2 separate regions of the Mus musculus genome follow, and region 1 is linked to region 2. A link is a contact called in public HiChIP or PLAC-seq data. All regions are on one chromosome and are shown on one strand. Each heading gives the region's core, a stretch centred on a gene start, on an enhancer-like site or on the middle of the called end of the contact. The rest is flanking DNA. Distances are from core to core; before and after follow the strand shown.

What was found. HiChIP or PLAC-seq counts read pairs in DNA pulled down with a chosen protein or histone mark.
Region 1: an H3K27ac HiChIP or PLAC-seq map of bone marrow-derived dendritic cells shows a contact between it and region 2, with 5 times the contacts expected there. The contact joins the enhancer-like site here to the promoter of Atox1 in region 2. A contact is called at or near these places in 1 of 39 promoter capture datasets (hippocampal neurons), 7 of 484 Hi-C or Micro-C datasets (the N1E-115 cell line, cortical neurons, embryonic stem cells and 1 more) and 3 of 115 datasets of contacts at active chromatin or transcription factors (bone marrow-derived dendritic cells and embryonic stem cells).

The regions. Positions count from the first base shown.
Region 1 is chr11:54,930,561-54,937,068 of GRCm38.p6, reverse strand. Tnip1 (TNFAIP3 interacting protein 1) reads left to right here. Exons shown (of 19, transcript NM_001199275.2): 6 at 528-608; 7 at 2,889-3,080; 8 at 6,210-6,304. Among named protein-coding and RNA genes, the nearest start is that of Tnip1, 29 kb to the left of the region's middle. Within about 2 kb of position 2,653, at least 43 of the 459 cell types and tissues checked have an H3K27ac peak or open chromatin away from gene starts, as enhancers often do. A contact at or near this core is called in bone marrow-derived dendritic cells and pro-B cells, where this site is marked.
Region 2 is chr11:55,457,004-55,464,370 of GRCm38.p6, reverse strand. Atox1 (antioxidant 1 copper chaperone) reads left to right here and starts at 3,163. Exons shown (of 4, transcript NM_009720.3): 1 at 3,163-3,283. The coding sequence starts at 3,278. It also overlaps the pseudogene Gm12235.

The DNA.
Region 1 (6,508 bases), core at 1,404-3,903, 530 kb after region 2:
GGATGACCTTTGGGTTGAGTTGGTGAGGCTGGTGCAGGGCCTCCCTTGGTGGTGGCTGTAGTAGCTGCTGCCAGCCAGGGTGACAAGAGGCACCTGAGCCCAGGAGATAGCTTGGTTGCTTTGGCAGGATCTGCCAGCTTGTGCAGAGTCTTGGCTTGTGTGTTGACTCTGTGAACTTGGTTTCCTCATCCGTTCCAACACACACACACACACACACACACACACACACACACACACACACACACACACACACAGAGAGAGAGAGAGAGAGAGAGAGAGAGAGAGCAAATAAATAATACTGTTTCAAGGTTGGCTCGACCCACACCCCTGTTTCACTGATAAATAATGGCCATGGAGGGGTATGACCTCAGATCACAAGGAGGGTGATGGCAGTCCTGTGGTTCTTGGGTGATCTCATGAATAGTGTGTGACTATTGCCTCTAGGAACTCTGCACTGTTTGCCCTTCTGTCTTCCTTGGGGGCAGGGTCCGTTTATCATGGGCAGCTACTAACTTCCTTCTACCTAGGGCGCCTCCTCGGACTTTGAAGTGGTCCCTACTGAGGAGCAGAATTCACCCGAAACTGGCAGCCACCCTACGAACATGATGGTGAGCAGACAGGCATCCCCGCCCCCACCTCCAGCACATCCTTTTCTTTCCTCTCTGTCTGTCACCTGCCCTTTCGTGACACGACACTCAGATCCCTTGGGTCCCCTGTAGTTACATGGGGGACACAGAGGGGCTATAGCATGGGGTGCTTCTTACTCTCATATGCAAATCCCCCGCTGGTGACTTCCCCAGCTTGGGGCACACAGGCACCCCACTGTTGTGAAAGCCTGGGCCACTTGCCAGCCCCACTGGCCTCTGGACCAATCACCTTTCTGTCAGTTACAGTGACTCAGCCTCTTGGGTCTGTAGGTGTGGAAAGGGTCGGCCTGGTGCTGATGGGAGGGGTGGGAGTGATTTACCCTTTTGTGCTTGTCCTTGGCTCCTCCCAGGGGCAGATGGCCCGGAGGTTACACTTTGTGTTCACAAGTGGGGTGCACGCGTTTCTCCAGCTTCGGAGGGGCTGCTCAAATCCACATTCCTACCTTGCAGTGTTTAACCTTAGTCCAGCCGTGCAGTCCTTCTGTTCTTTCTTAAAATGCCAGACTTGGAGAGCTGCTGTGAAAGATCTTCAAGATTTGTCAGAGACCTTAAAGTCCTGTCTTTTCCTCATCCCTCCCTCCTATTTAATGTTTGCTTTATTCTGTTCTGTTTTGCTTTGTTTTCGTGTGAGGCAAACCTCTTGCCTCTTCTCCTAAGTCCATACCATGAAGCATGCCCCACTATAGACCATTAAACTGTTGCTATGCCAGCTCTACTTGGCCTCCCCTTCACCTGCAAACACCACCCCATCTCACACCAGCATTTAACCTTCAGTGCTGAGAGGATCGCCCTGTCAGGATGCTCTGTGTTTTGTCTCCTGGGACCATATGCATCTCGTCCTGTTCTGTCCCTGAGGACTGAGACATGACTGAGAGCAGGCGAGGTTCCCTCGCTCAGAAAGGTTTCAGCGCGCAGTCATGGGCTGATAACTTACCTTTTCCATTAAAGTCTGTCTACGCCAGCTCAGGAGTACACCAACTCCTGCTGGAAGCTTGTAGGCTACTTGGAGAAACCTGAGCACTTGATACACCTCCAGAGATCAGCCCTGGCCACTCCTAGTCCTTTGTGGTAGGAAAGGGACGTGCAATTGGAGACTGATTCTGCTTTTTTTTTTAATTAGAATGTGATGCTGATAGGACACAGGCCGAGCATTCAGTTGCCCAGAGCTCACTAGCAGGTCCTAGAGCCCTGGGTTACAGTGAGAAAATCCCAGTTGTAGGCCTGGCTCTGCCACTCTGCCATGTACTGACTGGGCTGCTATGAGCAAGTTCTCTGTCAGGATACATCATTGTCTCAGCCTGAGGGAACCGTAGCTCCCTGTGGCTCTGCTCTCTGATTCCCTGAAGTATTGGGGTTTGGGAGGAATCTGCTGGGTGATTCCTTGCCTGAACTTGGGGGTTGTGGTTGGGGGTAGGAAGTGGGTGGGTGGGTGGGGGGAACTGCTGGGTGAGTCTGTGAACTATTTTAGAGGAGGGGATCCGGAGGTGATGAAGAGTGTGAACATTTGGGGTAGATCAGGATATATAGAAATGAGGTCCACAGAACCCTGGGGTCTTGCAGGGGGCCTTGGGCAGGAGAAGGTTGGGAGGCCTAGTTAACGCCTGTCTATGAGCCAGGATTGAAAGGTCCCACTGAGATCCTTAGGACTGCTGTGGGTATGACCAGGGCTGTGGCTTCAGTAGCAGTGTTCTAGAGGGAATGGAGAGAGCAGTACTGAACTACTCTGCCCAGGCTGTTCTCTCTTCGTTTACTAGGTTGGGGTTCTCTGCAGTATTAGAGCTGTGATTCTTAGAAACATGGTGTTTGGTCCTCTCCCAGGCACAGCCCCCTAAGGAGAGCCTCCCTGAGCTCAGGAAGCAGTGCATTACAGTTAGAGACACCCTCTCTGCCTTCCCTCCTGTCAGTTTTGCTGTGCAATGAAGGACGGAAGTGATATACATACACATACTGCTGAAGGATGCCCAGCCTGGGGGAGGGCGAACTGACTACTCTCGGGCACTCAGTAAGACTCAGCGTAGGAGGAAGATGGCCTTGGTGGTGTTAGGCCAGCCAGTGGCCTGGAAGTCCTAGGTCCTGCCCTGTGAGTCAGCTCCAGATAGGGAACCTGTGTAACTGGAAATTTTCCCTGGGCTGAACAGAGGCCACAGGGGAAACTGAGTCATGAAGAATGGGGAAGCAATAGAAGAATCGGCCGGCATTGCCGCCTTAGGCTTGGTGAAGATCATGCTCTTGCTCCCACAGGACCTGGGGCCCCCACCCCCAGAGGACAGCAACCTGAAGCTCCACCTGCAGCGCCTGGAGACCACCCTTAGCGTGTGTGCAGAGGAGCCAGACCACAGCCAGCTCTTCACCCACCTGGGCCGCATGGCCCTCGAGTTCAACAGGTTGGCCTCCAAAGTGCATAAAAATGAGCAGCGCACCTCCATCCTGCAGGTGAGGCCAGCAAGAATCTCCCTGCGCCTCCTGCCCACTGTAGGGGTTAGCTATGGGGACTTCGGAAGGCTGGATTTTAGGCCTGTTTGGAGCTTTTTGTTCACAGTGGTGACTGCAGTAAGGAATTTATGGGAAGAAAAAGAAGGAAATGAGGAAATGGGAGGCAGGTCTTGCAGATTCACAGTGAGTGTCCTGGGGAGTGAGGCCTGGCGGGCTGAGTGTGGCCTGCTTTGTTCTTGTTTGTTTTCTTTTTTTTTTAAAGACCCGAGTCTCACTTTGTATCCCCAGCTAGCCTGGAATTTACCATGTAGACTAGACTGGCCTTGAATCAGAGTTCTGCCTGCCTCTGCTACCTGGGCACCCCCTGTGGCTTGCTTTGCTGTCACTGCAGCTCTTTGTATGCTCTGTCCCCAGCAGGAAGTGTTTTGAGATAGTCTCACTCATATCCCAGCCCAACCTCAGACTCACAGCATCTTCCTGCCTCAGCCTCCTAAGTGCAGGGATTCTAGACATGAGCCACTTCACCCAGCTTTAATTTGTCATATTTAAAATCTCAGGGGCTGGCGAGATGGCTCAGTGGTTAAGAGCGCCGACTGCTCTTCCAAAGGTCCTGAGTTCAAATCCCAGCAACCACATGGTGGCTCACAACCATCCTTAACGAAATCTGATGCCCTCTTCTGGAGTGTCTGAAGACAGCTACAGTGTACTTACGTATGATAAATAAATAAATCTTTTTAAAAAAAAAAATCTCAGACCCTTAGCCACGCTCTCTCCCTCCCTGCCTCCTTTTTCAAATCCCTCTTAGAAGGCTCCCTGTGCTGGGAGAATGGTTGATCCTCATTACTGTATGGTCCTGAACAAGTCACCAATCTCCTGTCCTGTAAGGATTGGAACTACCAGTGTCCCCCTCCTGGGACACTGCGTCAAAGGAGGCCTTTGTGTAATCTAGAACCCAGTGCTGGGAGATGGGTGACTGTTAGCTTCGTTTGATGATGCTTATCTACTCAGGGCAGGCCATCTTAACTTCGAGGGCTTTGCAGTTAAGTATGATCCGCTTACATTAATTGGTAACCATTTCAAAGATGATGAACATGAGGCTGCCTGAGGCCCTGCTCAGGATTTGAGTACCCCTTCCTTCTGGGTAGAGCTCTCACATTAAGGCTCCCTGCTTCTGGGTAGGCCCTTCTCCTTCTGTGCCAGTCGGTCTGCGGTCTCAGTTGTGCCAGTAGACCTTGATGAAAGGAGGGAATCCACCCCGTGTAACCTTGAGCGGGTGAGTTCTGCTCTGCCCGTATGACCAGGAGTACACAGAGCATCCTCTCACTGGAGACTGGAGAGGCAGTATGTGGTAGAGAGCCTACAGAGCCAGGTCCAGGGAGGGGACCTCTTTGAGAGGCCACTAAGGCTTTGGAGTTCCCACTCTGAGCCCTGAGAGAGAATACCTGACATGGTACCAGGGCTGGGATCACTCTGAGCACCCACCTTTTGGCACTCACGTGCAGATAGATCTTTGTTCCCTGATGTCCCCAGTCTCTTACATCAGTCTCCTGTTTATTCCTTTCTTGGTTCTTAACAGTTCACGACAATTCTGTTTTATTGGGTAGTGGTAGTTTGTTTGCTTAGTTTGTCTTGCTACTAAGTGCTGTCTTCACAGGGAAACCGTACCCACCATTTTGCTCCAGTGCCTGGCACTTCATACATAGTTGGTGAGAGAATGAGTGAGCATGCCAGGAGTGGAGGCTCTACCCATAATGCCTGCTCTAGGGGATTTCAAGTTCAAGGCCACCTTGGACTGTGTAGCTAGACTCCATCTCAAAGACCAACACGAAGCCAGACAGTGGACTCATGCCTGTGGTCCCAGTATTTAGGAGATAGAGGCTGATAGATCTGGAGGCCAGCCTGGTCTATGAAGTGAGTTCCAGGACAGCCAGAGATGCACAGAGGAGCCCTGTCTTGAAAACAAAGTAAAACAATAACAACAGAAAGACAAAGTTGGAGAGATGACTGGCTGCTTTTGCAGAGGGTGGGGGTTTGGTGCCTAATGCCCACACAGCATCCATCTCACAACCTTCTCTAACTACAGTTCCAGGGGATCTGATGCCCTCTTCTGGCCTCTGTGGACACTGCACGCATGGTGCAGGAAAAACATTATACATAAAATAAAAACAAACCAATGTTTCCAGTGGGCTCACAGGTGTGCTCTTAGACTCTCTGATAGAGTAGGTGGTGATCTTTGGCTGCTGCTGAGCTTGTCCAGCATCTGGTTTGTACCCAGGGCGTTTACCTAGAGGTCCCAAGAATAGTCTTAACAAGTGAACTGTCACTGTGGCCTTCCCTTAGGGCAGGAGCAGGACAGTCTGTTCCCTGGTGTCCCTGCCCAGGGCCACAGCCGCTCTCTGTTTCTCAGCCTCTGGGTAGAGGAAGCTGGATCCCATTCCTCCTCATTGCATCTCTGATATGTTTCTTGATTCACCCAACAAACATTGCAGACTCATACCTGTAGTCCCAGCACTTAGGAGGCCGAGGCAAGAGGGTTGCTGGGCATTCAGTGCCGAGGGATATAGGAAGTTTCAGGCCCAACTGGGGTACAGGGTAAGACCTCACCTAAAAAAGAAAAAAAATTAAATATTTTTTTTGAGATCAAATGTGGCACAGGGCCATCCACTGGGCATTGAAAAACAATAACAATTTTTCGACTTTCTCAGCCTTCAACCCAGAGTTCAACAACTCCAATGCAAGGCTGTCCTTCCATCCACCCAAGCTAGTCAGAAAGGAAGCCAGCAGTTTTGGAATCTCCCTGTGTGACATGACACAATTCTCCTCATACTCTATGTAGCAGTGAATGTAGGACATCTACCTTGGTTAGGGAAAGAGATGAGATGTGAGCCTCGGAGGGCTGCCAAGGAGGAAGAGTCTAGGCAGGGATGACTGTTAAGGGAAGAGGAGGGGATTGTCATTGAGAGGACCAGGACCCAGCTCTGAGTCTCCATCAGGCATCCTTACCACTGGTTCCCATGGAAGAAAAGCCTGGGGGATGGACCTAGTGGCTGTAGCTCGAGCCCCCTTGTCAGCATGCCTTGGGATGTACCCCTTCTAATCCTTACCACTGTCTGCTCATCTACCCCACAGACCTTATGTGAGCAGCTGCGCCAGGAGAATGAAGCCCTGAAGGCCAAGCTGGACAAGGGCCTGGAACAGCGGGATCTGGCTGCTGAGAGGCTGCGGTAAGTCCAGGCCACTGGAGACTGGCAGAGGGATAGGGCAGGAGAATAATGTAACACACTGGTTCCTGGGATGAAGCCACATCTGAGAGCTCTGTTCTGACAGCAGATCTCATGGCTCTTCTCCTTGGCTTCTGGTATTTTCTCCCTTGCACCGTGTTTATCTTGAGGGTGGGGGTGTAGACAGCATTGAAAGCTGCCTTCCCC
Region 2 (7,367 bases), core at 1,914-4,413:
CAATAATATTTACAATTTTTTATGGCTTTTTTAAAAAGTTTATTTATTTTATGTATATGAGTACACTGTAGCTGTCTTCAGGCACACCAGAAGAGGGCATTGGATCCCATTACGGATGGTTGTGAGCCACCATGTGGTTGCTGGGATTTGAACTCAGGACCTCTGGAAGAACAGCCAGTGCTCTTACCCACTGAGCCATCTCTCCAGCCCCTACAATTTTTTAAAAATTATTTTTTAAGAGTCCCTGTGGCCTGTCAGTCGCGTGCAGGGAAGATTTGTCTTCTAGTCACACCGAGCTGGTCGCTGGGTTTGTCAAAGGACATCAGCTGCAGAGTTTGTGATTTGGGTGCAGATTAAAGTCATGGCTGGTCCAGAAAGTGATGGCCAATTCCAGTTCACCGGTATTAAAAGTATTTCAACTCTTTCACCCTCACAGGTAGAATAAATTGTGTCCCGGCCATATACGGAGGCATTGCTTTGTTGGTCTTATACTTCAAGTTAAGGCCTAAAACAACTCTAGCTGTGAAAGCAAGAGAAATGGACTTGGAAATGTCTGACCTCATCTGTTAAGTCCCGTGCCTGAAGGAGCTGATGTGAATCCACTATGTAAAACTCAATTTGTACAAGAAATTATGAACCTGGAAAAAATATTTTTTAAATTTAAAATTAAAACCTTACATGGGTGGAGGTGGTGGCTCACGCCTTTAATCCCATCACCCAGGAGGCAGAGGCAGGCAGATCTCTGAGCCCCAGGGCAGACTAGTCTAAAGACTGAATTCCAGAACAGCCAGAGTTATACAAAAGAAACCCTATGTCGAAGATGGATGGATGGATGGATAGATAGATAGATAGATAGATAGATAGATAGATAGAATAACCTTTTCCCTTGTTCTGAGAGGCAGTCAATCAATCTAGCAAAACTTTAAATGGCAGACAATTCCTCACATACCAATTTGTTCTATTTTTAATTTTAGGGAACTGTGTGTGGTGACATCGCAACACTAGGTGCATTAAGGCCAGAAGCAAGCTGTACATCATCAGGTGAGGACTCTCAGTGAGGCATGTCAAGGGCAAGTAAAGAAAGTTGACTTCAGGAGATGAAATAAAGATGGCTTCCCTTCCCCCAGAATAAGTCTGGGGCCATCAGTGCTCAGCACTAGCTCCGTGGCTCTTGCATCAGCCTCTGGGACATTTCTGTCATGGACAGCTAGACGGAAGGTCCTTGTTCTCTAGAAGTTATGTGGAGTTGGAGCAAGGAGGCAGAGAGTGGTATCAGTTCCCTTTGGGGATATAGATGCTTTCCCAGAAGCCTCCCAGCCAGAACGTTCTGCAGGGGGACCTGTTTCTCGGACACTTATGTCTTAACCTTCTGGACAGTTGAATCTTCTCACATCCATCACACTTTTGTATCAGGGTGAAGGGTTATTAGTGCTTGGGACATGGTGTTTTGTAGTGTAGACTGGCTTTGAACTTTCAGCAATCCCCCTGCTTCCAATTCTTTTTGTTGTTGTTTGTTTGTTTTTGTTTTTGTTTTGGGGGGGTTGAGACAGGGTTTCTCTGTGTAGCCCTAGCTGTCCTGGAACTCACTCTGTAGACCAGGCTGGCCTCAAACTCAGAAATCCGCTTGCCTCTGCCTCCCGAGTGCTGGGAGCAAGGCGTGCACCACCATCGCCCAGCCTATTATGTTCTTACATTTATTTTATTTTAGTTCATTTTATTTAAGACAGGTTCTCATGAGGCTCAGACTGGCCTCCAATTCATAAATCCCCTGCCTCAGCCTCTGGAGTGTAGGGGGAATGCTTGTTTTTTTTTTTTTTAAGATTTATTTATTTATTATATGTAAGTACACTGTAGCTGTCCTCAGACACCCCAGAAGAGGGCATCAGATTTCGTTACGGATGGTCGTGAGCCACCATGTGGTTGCTGGGATTTGAACTCGGGACCTTTGGAAGAGCAGTCGGCGCGCTCTTAATTACTGAGCCATCTCGCCAGCCCCGGGAATGCTTGTTTATAGACACATGTGTGCCACCCTTACCCCATCCAGCTAGTCTTAGATTCTTAGGCTTTCCCCTGTTAGCCAACTTCTTATAACTTTTATGTTCAAATTATAGCATGGTTTCAGACTGAACCCATCCTGACACACAAAATGGCAGATTGCCTACTTAGTTTAGGGATCTCCTCTCAGCCTCCAGCTCAAGGACACAAATGGCTGGTAGAGGAGATAGATCCAGTCGGTTGGTCCTTCTGGCACTCTTGAGGAAGCCAATCTTCTTCATGGGTGTCAGTTACCCATGCAGTAACTCGGTTTACTGGGGCTGCCATAATTGGGTGGGAAGGACGCAGTCTCATGGGTTTTTTGTTTTGTTTTGTTTGTTTGTTTGTTTGTTTGTTTTTTGCATAGCCCTGGAGCTTGCTCTGTAGACCAGGCTGGCTTTGAACTTAAGAGATCCACCTGCCTCTGCCTCCAGAGGGCCAGGATTGAAGGAAGGCATGACCACCACCTGGCCCAGCTCTGCCTCAACTTTTCAAGCACTGGGATTACAGTTGTGAATTTATCTACTATGTGCCTTAAATTTGGATTTCTTTTTTAATATGTTTTTTCAGGAAAGGGTCTCAAGAAGTCCAGGATGCCCTTGAACTTTGCAGCCGCAGTAAGCCTTGAACCCAGAAATCTTCTGCCTCAGCCACGTTAGTATCCGGGTCAACAGGCCTGGCGCCCTAGGTCAGGCCACTGTAGTTTAGGGACTGAGTTGAGTGGTAAGCAAGAGAGATGGTCCCTTTAGGGAGATGCCAGATCTTTTATTCCCAGAGCCTTGGCCTTGCATTCCCTAGCCCTGTTTCAGAAATGACCCAGCAGAAAACGCAGGTCTGGCCTCCACAAGATAGCCTTAGCTTGACCTCAAAAAAGCCTGGCCTTTCCGCGTCCGGAGGGGCGTGACCTAACCCAAAAGAGAGGCGGGACCTAGTGAAATATTCATATCGAAAGGCACGGTAAGCAAGAGGAGGCCAGCCCAAGGGAGGAACCTAGCTCTAACTGGACCGGAAGGGACAGGGAATTTAGCAGATCCTTCCTCAAAGGGCCGGGCCTTGACGAAGCTAGCCCCGGAAGAGGCGGGGCATAAGTGGAGCCCAGCCCTAGGGCGGGGCCTGGCCGAAGGATGGGTTGGCCTGAGGGCGGGGCTTTCAGGAGCGCTCTCCGGAAGCGCAGCTTTGGTGTCCGGGAGAGGAGTTCCAGTCGTCGTCGCCGCTGCCACTGCCCGTGTGTGCCGCGTCAGTCATGCCGGTAAGTGGCCGTTCGACCCGCGGGAACTTCTGTCTCCAGCCCGGATGCACTGTTTCCGAGCCCGACGCTGCTGTCAGGGCGCAGGCCGTGGCCAGAGCTGCAGTCGTTTCTCAGTTTACCTTCCGCACGGTCCTCCGGCTTCGGGACCCTCCGGAAAGCTGCAGAGAGCAGTGTAGTGCAGAACACAGGCCTCCGGATCGCCCTAGAGAGTCTTCGAGAGGCAGCCCCATCCTTTTCTGCATAATGGGGAAACTGAGGCAGGGAGGTAGGGCAGAGAACCCATATAGGAATGCGGGTACCTGGCCTTTCCACATGCATACCCTGCCGCCTGCAGGCTTTCCAGAGAAGCATGTCTCTGTTCATCTCTCCTGCCCACACTGCCCTGCTTCCACTTCAGCACTGGGCCGACAGGGTACTTTCTTCCCCAACCAGGAATCCCAAAGCTCAGAGCAGAGTTTAAGGAGCCGAGAGCAGCGCTTATCTTGCCTTTGAAATCACCCCACTCCTTTGCATGGCGGCTTCTAGTCTCATTGCTTAATTTAAAATGAAGGCCTTACATGAGGCCTTGGCACATTACACAAGAAGAGAAGAAAAACCCCAGTGCTTGCTGGAAAGCGTTTATTGTTGGGAGCTAGCTAGGTAGGTAGGATACAAGATGGAGCCAGACCACCTGGGAAGTGCTGGGCAAAACCAGTTGTACTTGTTTGGGGGCAAGCTCTAATCTCAACTGAGTTCCGGAGATGCTGGTCTAGAGTTGTGGAGTGGAGAGCATTTTCCTCCCAGTGCCTCTCAACCCAGAGGTCTCCCAGGAGTATTCTGTGTTTTAGCAGCTTATCTTCTGGGAATGAACCTGAGGCTTCTTCCTGGTACAAATCCTTAAACCTCTCAGGTGTCATTCTTGTGGTTCCTGCCCATTGTCTTCAGACCCTGTCTGCACAAAGCACAGACCAAAAAAAAAAAAAAAACTTGGTAAAGTCCATCCTGCCAGTCAAGCTAGTCCATGTGACAGACTCCTTGGTGACCTCAGGATTCCAGAGTGGAGGCTGCCCGGCTGCTCTTCAGAGGGCAGCAGTGAAGGAAAAAAATAGCTTGAGGGCCTCTCTGTTCTGTGTCTGCCTCTGGGGACACAGGATTTAATGGGAGATGAACAGGCACCTTATCAAGACAAATTGCTAAGTGCAGGGAGGTATTGGTCAAGTGCTACCTCCAATCTAGCCAGGGAAGTAAGTCTTACCCAAGATAGTTTGCAGACCAAAGCTTAACCCAGAAACCTGAAAGTTTGCCCTTGGCTTGCCAGCTGGGCAGCCTCAGGCAAGTTGTTCTGCCTCTCTGAGCCTTTGTCTCCTCATCTGTAAAATCAGGACTGAAAACAGACCTTTCAGGACTGAGGTTGGTATTAACTGGAGTTATATCATCATATTTAACACAGCTAGTGACCCATCTGTCCCCAAGGAGTAGTGACTCTTATGTTGATGTAGGTCGAGTGGGGTAGAACTGGGTAGGCAGGCTTCCACTCCAATTTAACATGGGTCTCACTGGTTAAAAGTTCAAGTCTTGTGTCCTCTCTCCAGCCTAGGCCTTCCTACTCATGAGCTGTGTCTCCTGGGGTCAGTATTTAACCCCGGAGCTTCAGCCTTCTGATCTCTCACAAGGTAGAGTTTCCTGGCTTTTTGAATCATTGTAGCGATTAAAGGAGACATAAAGGAGACAGTGTAACAAGGTGTGAGAGAGTCGGGCACATCAGAGATGTGCAGATACTAGTAAACAGGACTCTAAGACACCAGTGTTCAAAGACTCAGCGTCCTCTAGAGGAATAGTGTCCTCCTCTTCCTCTTTCTCCTCCCCCTCCTACTCCCCCTCTATTCTCACTCTTCCAGTTCTAGTGTCTATAAAAGAATCATACCACTTACTGGCTTTCTGAAGTAATTAATATATATAATATAGTAATACAACAATATGTAGTATAACAATATATATTATACTTATGAGGATTCATTTTGTTATTATCGTTACCAAACATCACCATAGCCCAGGTTGGCTGTAAGTGAATACCTAGCCCAGGATGACTCTTAAACTCATAGCAATCTTTCTGCCTTAGCTTCTCAAGGGTTGGGTTTGCAGAAGTGAGCTGCCACACCTGGCTTATGGTTTTGTTTTGTGGTGCTAGGTGTTGAATCCAGGGCCTGTGTATACAATGTATGTGCTCTGTCACTGAGCCTCAAACCCAAGACCTAAAGAAAGGATCCTGGGGTCTAGTGGCCCTGGCGAGACACCCAGAAGGTGGAGCAGTTTAGGGAATACCCTTGTGAAGACTGGATCACCCTGTCCCTTAAGCCAACTCTGTGTCATCATGTTTAGTTGCACAATGTGTAGGCAGAGGTAGGGAGCTCTGAGCTGGAACATCGGCCTCCTGGAGCGGACCCCTGACCTCTGACCTCTGTGCTGTGAAAGAAGTCCTTTCCTGCCGTGGTCCTCAGTTTGGAGCTCAGATAACTGTTGACTTTAGCTCCTTGAGCAGCAAAAAATTATCCTCTGAAACTCCATTTCAGAGCTTCTTCTGAGAGTAGCTTGTGGAGCTATGCTAAGATTTGCCTGGAGCAAAGAAAGCCTCTCTCCCCTAGGGCCTTCACACCCATGACCTCATCACCTTAGTGAATCCTGAGCAGAAGGAAATGAATGCTTCTCTTTTCAAGCTAGAAAAATACTGCAGAAAAGGGAACATGAGGGTTGCAGGATGGGTCAGGTTGATGGCCTCTGACATCCCTGGCACACACTCCCACATGCAAATAAGTGAATAATTGTAATTTACTTGCTACGTACTATCTTGTAGCTTTAATTTTATTTGTGTGTGTGTGTGTGTGTGTGTGTGTGTGTGTGTGCGCGCGCGCATGCCACTTGTGTACAGAGACCATAAGAGAGGGCTTCAGATTCCCTGAGAGTGGGAATTACAGTGGTAACTGTAACATCCAACATGGTTCGGGAAACTCAGGTCTCTGGAAGAGTACAAGCAGTCTTAACTACTGAGCCATCAGTCTAGCCCTATTTTTTTATTTTTTGCTTTGCTTCTGAGACAGGGTTTTCCTGTGTATCCTGGAACTCACTCTGTAGACTGGACTGGCCTCAAACTTGGAGATCTGCCTGCCACTGCCTCCAGCGTGCATGGATTAAAGACATGAGCCCACACCCCCCCAGTTTTTTTATTTTTTTAATTATATGCATATACCTGTGTCAATGTGTGGGTATGTGGGTATGAGTGTGGGTGCCTGTGGGGTCCATAAAAAGGCATCAGATCCCCCTGGAGTTATAGTTACAGGCTGTTGTGAGCCTGCTAATGGGGACACTGGGATCCAAACTTGGGTCCTTTGGAAGGACAGTATGAGTTCTTAACTGCTGATTCCTAATCTTCACAAAGGAACTACAGAGGGCCCATGTCTATATTCCTACCATCACATAGCAGCTCATAGCTAGCTTTAACTCCAGTTCCAGAGGATGCTATATCCTCCTTTGAGTTCTGTGAGGTCCTGCACATACCTGGTGTGCATAAACTCATGAAGGCACACACACATATACACATAGACATAATTAAAAAAAAAGTATGCTGGATATAGCGATGCATGACTTTAATCCCGCCTCTGCCTCCCAAGTGCTTGGATTAAATACTAAAGTAATCCTAGTACTGAGATGGCAGAGGCCTGCAGATCTCTGTGAGTCTGTGACCATAAACGCAGTTTCAGACTAGCCGGGGGCCTGATGCCACAAGGTGCCCAAACATGGTTCATTCACAACATTGCATGAAATTACCTTTCGTCTGTGTACATAAATATGATTCATGTTTAGACTCGTTCTATCCCCAAGACAGCTCATTATGTGTATGCGAATATTGCCTCATCAGGGACATTTCTGCTCCCAAGCACTCAGATGAGGCTCACTCAGCTTGTCCTAGAGATATTTTGATGAGCTTCATGGGGAAGGTGGGCGTTGAATTTGGATGTGTTGTTGGGTACCTATTTATGCAGTGCTTGGGTTTCTGAGGCGGGAAGGTAGAGTTTGAGGCTCAGTATGGACAGCATACTGAGTTCCAGGC